Linked DNA regions of Mus musculus: regions 1 and 2 are each linked to region 3. Evidence: chromatin contacts called from public capture Hi-C and promoter capture Hi-C data. All regions are on one chromosome and are shown on one strand. Each heading gives the region's core, a stretch centred on a gene start, on an enhancer-like site or on the middle of the called end of the contact. The rest is flanking DNA. Distances are from core to core; before and after follow the strand shown. Region 1 holds the start of Zc3h3 (zinc finger CCCH type containing 3). Region 2 holds the start of Gsdmd (gasdermin D). Region 3 holds the start of Ly6h (lymphocyte antigen 6 complex, locus H).

The links. Capture Hi-C pulls out chosen DNA fragments and counts their contacts.
Region 1: a capture Hi-C map of embryonic stem cells shows a contact between it and region 3, with 2.8 times the contacts expected there. The contact joins the promoter of Zc3h3 here to the promoter of Ly6h in region 3. A contact is called at or near these places in 3 of 39 promoter capture datasets (embryonic stem cells, hippocampal neurons and pre-B cells), 13 of 484 Hi-C or Micro-C datasets (the HL-1 cell line, cerebellar granule neurons, cortical neurons and 3 more), 4 of 115 datasets of contacts at active chromatin or transcription factors (astrocytes, embryonic forebrain, embryonic stem cells and 1 more) and 1 of 9 other capture datasets (embryonic stem cells).
Region 2: a promoter capture Hi-C map of pancreatic islet shows a contact between it and region 3. The contact joins the promoter of Gsdmd here to the promoter of Ly6h in region 3. A contact is called at or near these places in 3 of 39 promoter capture datasets (cranial neural crest, hippocampal neurons and pre-B cells) and 1 of 9 other capture datasets (pancreatic islet).

The regions. Positions count from the first base shown.
Region 1 is chr15:75,840,535-75,843,234 of GRCm38.p6, reverse strand. It overlaps Zc3h3 (zinc finger CCCH type containing 3), which reads left to right and starts at 1,327. Exons shown (of 12, transcript NM_172121.1): 1 at 1,327-1,385; 2 at 2,671-2,700. The coding sequence starts at 1,340.
Region 2 is chr15:75,860,912-75,863,611 of GRCm38.p6, reverse strand. Gsdmd (gasdermin D) reads right to left here and starts at 1,273. Exons shown (of 11, transcript NM_026960.4): 1 at 1,131-1,273; 2 at 1-207. The coding sequence starts at 203.
Region 3 is chr15:75,565,854-75,568,553 of GRCm38.p6, reverse strand. Ly6h (lymphocyte antigen 6 complex, locus H) reads left to right here and starts at 1,372. Exons shown (of 4, transcript NM_011837.3): 1 at 1,372-1,791; 2 at 2,295-2,422. The coding sequence starts at 1,790.

The DNA.
Region 1 (2,700 bases), core at 78-2,577, 270 kb before region 3:
CACCTGCCTGTCTCTAGAATGCTAGGATTAAATGTGTGTCCCATCACTGCCCGGCCTGCCCGGCTATCTACCCTCACTTCTTCTTTTTTTTTTTTTAAAGATTTATTTATTTATTATATGTAAGTAAGTACACTGTAGCTGTCTTCAGACACTACAGAAGAGGGAGTCAGATCTTGTTACAGATGGTTGTGAGCCACCATGTGGTTGCTGGGATTTGAACTCCGGACCTTCGGAAGAGCAGTCGGGTGCTCTTACCCACTGAGCCATCTCACCAGCCCCTACCCTCACTTCTTAATGCTTGTCTTACAGGTATTCACTATCAAACCCAGCTTCTAGAACTTCTTTTTCAGGCGTAACAGTAGACTATGCAGATGTAGCTCACTGGTAGAGGCTTGGCCGGACTTGAGGCCTTAGGGCTCCAAAGATACTGCACATTCCTACATAGTGGCACACTCTTAATTGCAGCACTTGGGTGGCAGAGGCAGGCAGATTTCTGAGAGTTCCAGGCCAGCCTGGTCTACATAGGGAATTCCAGGACAGACAGAGGTACATAGCGAGATTCTGTCTCTAACAAAACAAATCACTGGATAATATCCCATTTCCATGTAAACAGTCATTCGGGTTAGCTATTATAAATAATGACATACAAATATGTTAGAATCGGTGTTTTCTACGCGTTGGTTATACACCTAGACGTGGGACTGTCTGATCACGTGGTAACTACCGTGAGTTTTTTTTTTTTTTCAGTATTTTCTAGAGGTTGCAGCCTTTCCTACTAAATGCCCTCAAGAATTTTCTTAACACCTGTAATCATCCGAAAAAAAAAATTGCCTCCGATTCCTTTTCGCTGTTCTCGTGCTGCTGCGGCAGCAAAGGCGTTAAAATGGCATCCCTTTGATTCCAGGTCCGGAGGCAGAGGAAAGAGAACTTCCGTAAGTTCGAGGCCAGCCTAGTCTACATAGCGAGTTCCCCAGTTATGTTTCTCTCCAGCCAGAAATACATCCTGTCTCAAACAAATAAATTGATAAAAGGAATTCCTGGGTCTAGGGGAAACTGTTAGCAACCTATCTCCTCCAAGTCTTCCGAGGAACCCCCAGCGGTGGAAATGATGCGCAGGAATTGGTGCAGAAGCCAGATTGCGGGCCACTTCCGGGCGCTTCAAGATGACGGATTTTTCTCGTTCTGCGCATGCGTCCTTCCAGGGTTGCCGGGGCGACGGTGCCTTCCAACCCCGTGTCCACGCATAGTGAAGTTCGGCGTTCTCTCCTCCCCGCCTGCGGGGACCAGTCGCGCGGCGATGACGTCGAGGGGGTCTGGCTAGGCGTCGCGGACTCCGGAGATGGAGGAAAAGGAGCAGCTGCGGCGGCAGATACGCCTCCTGCAGGGTGAGCTGGCTGCGGTCGGGCCGTGTGTTCCCTTGTTTCTTGTGATCGCCGTAGACCCTCTCCGAAGCGAGTGCTGTCGGTTGCGGTCTCCCGATGGTCGTCATGGGTGGGCATCGGAGCGGCCGAGTCGGGTTCGGCCCTCGCGTGACAGACCCGCCAGGCTTCGGGGCGAGGGAGCGGGCCGGGCCTCCAAGGGGCTGTCAGGAGATGATAGCACGGTGGTCTTACCAGCGAGTGGTCGCGGCAGCCGACTTCCAGGTTCGGCTGGCTCGGAAGCGTTTCTCTTCCGCTGCCGTTGAGTGCCTTTGGCTCGATTCAGGCACAGCCCCCACGTACTCAGGGCTGACTACCCAGGCACCAGCTTCAGCTTCAAATGTTTAGACTCAAGTTGGTCTTTATAAGCGTTCATATCGTTTTCAAAGTTTCCCCCACAAAAGCATGTCCTAAGGAGAGTCCAAGTGGCCTTCCTATTTGAGACTACTTCGTGCGTTTCCCTAACACCCGACCGGAGGTGTCTGGCAGGATTCGAGGGTCGAGGCAGGCCCTGTGTGTGTGTGTGTTTGGTTATTGGGGATCCAGCGAGCCTGCTGGCGTTCCTTCACTCTTCTTCCAGGGCTCCATGAGTCACTTCATTGGAAAATCCTTGTGGTGGTGGTATCAGGTGTTTTTCTGTAGGAGATGATGTTAGTTAGCTGTTGGGTCATCATTGTGTTTTTGTTTTTTTGTTTTTTATTTCTGTCTGTCACGTACTGGGTTAGAGAAGCGTCAGTTCTGAGAAGACAGTTATGCACTATGGTGCAGTCCTGCAATTTTCCCCGTGAGTGGGTAAACTACAGGGCCTCAGTGGAAGACTTGTCCAGTTCTTACCCAGGCACCACAGGTTTCTGGTCCCTGACTGTTTTTTTTTGTTTTTTTGTTTTTTTTTTTGGTTTTTTTTGTTTTTTGTTTTTTGTTTTTTTTGTTTTTTTTTTTTTGGTATAGGGAGTGACACTTGCTCTCAGAACATTGTAGATCTCATAGGCCAGGGGGTAGAAGCAGTCATACCACAAAAGCTGCCATCTTCAGGATAAGCAAGCCAAATACTAATAGTGATGGAGAAGTGCTCACAGAATTGACAAGCCTAGAGATTTGGACTGAACTTTACATGGTTTCCAGTCACTTAGGACTGCTCTCAAGTCAGCAAGGCGAGCAGGTCTGGAGTATTAGGGTAGGGGTAGTAGTCTTGATTGGTGCTGTTTTTATTCACATCTCCTAGGTAACTGAGCGTGTGATTCTGCCTTCTCAGGTCTAATTGATGACTATAAAACACTCCACG
Region 2 (2,700 bases), core at 24-2,523, 300 kb before region 3:
GGCTCCAGGATGTCCTTGATTGACAGGTTGACACATGAATAACGGGGTTTCCAGAACCTTGAGCTTGAAAATTTCCTGTTCAGAAGGCAGTAGGGCCTGAAGCTGGTGGAGTTCCGCAGGCTGTCCACCGGAATGAGATCGCCTCTGCTGCCGCTTACCTCCTTGATCACATTCTTGACCACTTTCTCAAAGGCCGATGGCATGGTCCTGGGGGCAGACGGCAGGGCTCCGTACTTAGTTCCTCCAGCACTCAGGAACCCCATCCCTTCAAAGTAGCCTTGCCTTGTTAGTCCTGGCACATTCCTGCCCGACCAACACAACACAGACACGATTCACTCCGTGGCTCGCCTATCTGTCTCTCCTTGGGGCCACAGCACTTAGGAGGAAGAGGAGGAGGGGGAGGGGGAGGGGGAGGGGGAGGAGGAGGAGGAGGTAGTCTGTAGTAGGTCTATACTATCTACATCATTAATTACTGTGCATAGCCTTTGGCCAATTGCTAAAGTCTAAGATACCTTGTTGCTCTCCCTGGCTGAGGGCCAAGGCTGGGGAAGGAACACAAGCCCCCACTTCTAAGGGATTTAGCACAGGAGCCCACAGCAAAGCCAGTGTTCCAGGGCTCAGTGGTTTCCTCCAGGGCTCTCATGTACAGCTCTGTGAGCTACCTGACCTGATTGAACTTTCATGGGTCAGAGGCCAAAACAGGCCTGGGACAGACAACCTGGGCACTGTGGAGGAACAACTCTACACCTAGGAAACTGGGTCTCTGGGCTAACGGTGGAGAGTGAGGCAGGAAGGCCCTTGGTGATCAGGGAGGGACTTATGGGTCAAGGAATCATCCCAGAAGCCTAGAGAGTCCCCCCTCCTTCCCCTCCCCCCACTCGGTCCCCTCTTCCCGCCCCAGTGTCAAGTCCAAACCAGGCTTGTCCCACTGTATCACTAGTGGGTGACCTCCATAGAGGGTAGACCCTAGCTGCTAGGGCCCCTTCAAACTGTCTTCAAGGTATAGTGGGGCTTCTGGGAAGGGCTAAATCCCCAACTCAACAAGCAAGCATCCAGGCCATAGCGTAGACCACACTAGATAGAGGAGGGGCGGCTGGGCTCTGGAAGAGCTGGGTAGCAGGGTGGCTCACCTCGATTTTTCACCCCTGCCGAGGTATCTGGGTCCACCAAGCGAAGCGAGGACCTGCTGGGATGCCGGGGAGGGGTCTATTGTCTGCTCAACCCGGGAGCAACGGGAGCCACGACCAAGAGCGGAACTCAGGCGGCAGGACACAAAAGTGAAACCGTAAAGCTTCAGCCCGACGTAGCGGGCGCGGTGCTTTCAAGGAGCCCTCCCTCCCGGAACAGCTGCGCAGCCTGCCCTAGCCTCCTCCTCCTCCTCCTCCCCGGAGCCCGCCTGGGCTTCGGGAATTCCCTGCGATCCGGGAGCTTCGCTTTCTTCTAGTTCGGGTTCCTCCAAGTTCGCAGCGCTTCCCCCCCACCCCGCCCCCCTTTGGTTTTTTTTTTTCGAGACAGGGTTTCTCTGTGTAGCTCTGGCTGTCCTGGAACTCACTCTGTAGACCACGCTGGCCTCGAACTCAGAAATCCACCTGCCTCTGCCTCCCAAGTGCTGGGATCAAAGGCGTGCGCCACCACCACCAGGCTTCACTTATTCTTTCTTAAACACCTGGGCCATAGTAAAAGATCTGAATGGACTTCTCTAGGAATACACAACTGAACCAGTTGCCAGCAAGCACACCATTAGTTATCAGGAAAATGCAAATCAAAACTAGATAGCATCAAAGCTACTCTGCTGGCTGACATCCTAAGTAAATAGCAGTAAAGCAAACCCCATGGTCCTTGCAGACAGGAAATTGAAAACAGAGCTGCTCTAGAATACATCCACAATTTTTCAAACGGGTGAATGTAGAGTTACCAGGTGACCTAGCAATTGGACTTGTAGGTGCATATCCAAAGCAAGAGGTCATCTTGGGGTTGTGGCTATCAATGGTGAAGTGTTTCTCATACAGCAAACAGAAGGTCAAACAGATATGCCTACACCAATGTTTGCTGTAGAGTTTAAATTTTCCTCTTGAGATTTTAAAAACTTATATCCCACGTGTGGGAGTGTTTTGTCTGCATATATGCAAGTGCACCATATGTGGGTGCCAGGACTTGAGTCCCCGTCCTCTGTAAGAGCAGCAAGTGCTCTTAACCCCTGCACCATCTCTCCAGTTTCCATGGTAACATTTTAAAGAGTCAAGCAGATAACCCTCAAGTGACCTGAATGACAATCAATTCATACATAGATTAAAATTTTGTCCAGTTCTGGGCCCTGCACACACTAGGCAAGAAAGCCCCCTATGACCAAGCTCTGTCACCAACCCTCAATAGGGCGCTTGCATGGCTACTGAGAAGCTTGAGTACACCTATAAGACACATTGCAGAATGTGGATAAACCCTGAAAACACGGCCACAAGCGGAAGAAGCCAGACCAAAACTAATCCAAGCCAACCAACCAACCAACCAACCAAACAAACAAACAAACAAAAAAATGACACATCACTGTGCAAGCCATTTTGTATGAAATCCCCCAAGTAAGCCAACTGTTCATGGTTGCCAGTGTCCTGGGGTGTGGGCAGTAGCCACACGAGTTTATTTATGTATGCATTTGTTTATTTAATTTAACTTTGAGACAGGGTCTCTTTATGTATCCCCTGC
Region 3 (2,700 bases), core at 123-2,622:
AATTTTAGGGCATTTCATTACTACAAAATGATTAGTCGTGTCCCAAGCCGGTCATTCCTTTCCCTCCCTGTACTTGGCTAATCTTTCTGTCTTTGTTGGATTCTTACACTTTGGGGCATTTCATGTAAATAAAAGGGTGTGACATGTAGGGTGTTTGTTGCTTCCCCCCCGCCCCCCCAGATTTCTTTTTCAGTGATCACCTCCTTTTCCTGGGAGTCCTTTTAAGGCCTGCATTGGTCTTTTTTCATGTGAGCGAAGTTTCTTTCTGTCAGGTAAACTTGCGGTTTGGCTTGGGGTTGTGTGTTTCTTCTTCTAGCATGTCTTAATAAGCACATTGGCTTTGTGTTCGAGGAGGTTTGTTAGTGTTGAGGGAAATCTAGTCAGGCCGCCTGCCTTTTCAAGCTGCGGCATGATGAACAGGGGTTCAAGGACCATTTACTCCCCTAAAAACACTTCTTACCTAGAAGCCTCACCAAGCCTCTGCTCTGCAAGAATCCATACTATAGCTCAGCCTGTCAACCTGAGTGCAGGCTCAGGCACAGCTGCTCTCACCCCAGTCTGATGGCAGGCTGGCTCTGGGCTCCACAATGGAGTGGAGTGCGGGACTTCTTTTGCAGAGAATTGTGTATGAACTAATTCTTATCCTCGGCACTCTCTTCATCTAGATCCCTTCTTCAAAGTGTCTAGTCCCTCTATTCCTCAGCACTTGTGAACTACTCAAGTGCTCACGCTGTTTGATCACCTGGTGACTTGTGTGACCCTGGGCAGGAGGAGGCTCTATTGCTAAGTGTTCTCCTTACCTGTAACTCAACACCGAGACACCAAGGCAACATGCATCTATAATGTGCTGTTTAGATCAAAGAGAACAGACTATACGCTCAGACTGACAGCAGAGGTTGTCACATCTAGCAAGGACTTGGTATTAGTGACAGTCATTTGTCTGGTATGAGGTTCTGTGGTGGGGGTGGGGCGGGCGGGCAGAATCCAAGGTGTGCTAGCTGCTTTTTCCAGGGCCTAGGGTTTTGAACACGGAACACCTTTCCTCCTGTGTGACAAGGGAGCGAAGGGAGCTGTGGCTTACCCTGAGCCCAAGAGAGCTGGAAGGGCAGGGGGGGAGCAGGAGCCCAAGGTGTGAACCTGGTGTGATCCTTACACAGGGGCCAGGATTGTCATCTCTGTGTGTGGGTGTGGTTGGTAACAAAAGTCCCTAGGGCTGAGTTGCCGGTGGGCGTCGTCATGGGCACTCTTAGGAGTAGAATTGGCTGGAACTATCGGATGCGAGGTGGATGCTGGGGAGGGAGGAGCCCCAAGGCTGGGCGTCTGAACCCCACAGCCCTACCTCTCCGCTTCCCTCTTTCGCTGCGTCTTTGTGCATTTTGCTTCCTTTAGCAGCCAAAGCTCTTCCGAGAATCTGCAAGGGACCTCGGCCAAGCAGAGTGGGAGGATCCTCCCACGCCGGGTAGGGAGGTGGAAAAGGGTGGGGGGCTGCTGCGGCGGGAGCAGGAGCGGGAGACCTAGAAGGGGCGTTGCGCGCGGACGAAAGGCGCCGAGGCCGGGTAGGGCGACCTGCTGAGTGGCCTCCAGCCCTGGGCGCCCCCCACCCCGCGCGTCTCCCAGCTGTGCGAGGCCCCCGCCCCGGTTCCGCCCCGCCCCTCGCGCGGGGTCCGCGTCTGCGGCTGCGTTCCCCGAAAGACGAAGCTGCGCCCCGGTTCCGGTCCGCAGGGAGACCGAAGGGCATCGCTCCCCGCGCCGTGCCCGCCGCTGAGCCCGGAGTGCGGACACCCCAGGGATGTGAGTGCGCCCCCCACCCCGAGGCCCGCACTCCACGCCCCGATTCGCGGTGAGCGCCGAGGCGCGCGCGCGGGGACCAGGGGAGGGGACTCGGCGCGGGGTTCCCGGCCCCCCAGCCCAGGGGTGGGGACGAGGACGGGGACGCGGCGCGCAACCCTCCCCCGCCGGCAGGTAAGGTGCGCTCCCTCCTCCCGCTTTTCCTGTCCGGACGCACCTACAGCTCCTTGGGGAGAGAAGACAATCTCCCCACGCAGGTGCAGGGCGAAGGCTGCGGGGACCTCGGGTGGCCACCTCACCGGAGAGGGCAGACCTCTTTTCCCTGGAGGGGAGGCTGTGATGGTGGATGCTCCCGGTGATGGGTTGGGGGTGGGGCATTGCGAGCTCCTGGACCTCCCCCCCCCCCCCCGCGCGCTTTTGATTCCTGGGGGATGGTTACATCTTCAGGCCAGAAAAGGGAAGGGTGTTTAGGGTTGGGTCCTCTGACCGAGGCTATTCCCCTCCAGGCCTGCGCCCCAGAGGACCCCCGCCTGCAGCCCCCGCGCCTCTTTCAGGCCCTATCGGAGCATGCTGCCTGCAGCCATGAAGAGCCTCGGTCTGGCGCTGCTGGCCTTGCTTCTCTGCCCCTCGCCGGGTGAGTCGGGGGCCCGCGGGGAGGGGTCATATCACGGGAAGCACCACTCTTAGATCTCAGCTCCAGCCACCGGGGGCTCTCCCCACACTCGAGGGCATCCAGCGCCTTTCCACCTTTCTTCTAGTACTGCGCAGATGTCCCTCATTCTCAGAGGTTCAGCGAGCTTCCTATTAAGTCGGGTGGACCTTTCCTGTCTTGGAACCTACCTATCTTTGGGGGTGCTGTGTGTAGGAGTAAGAGGATGCGGGAGGCAGGATGTGTAGGCACAGCACAGGGTC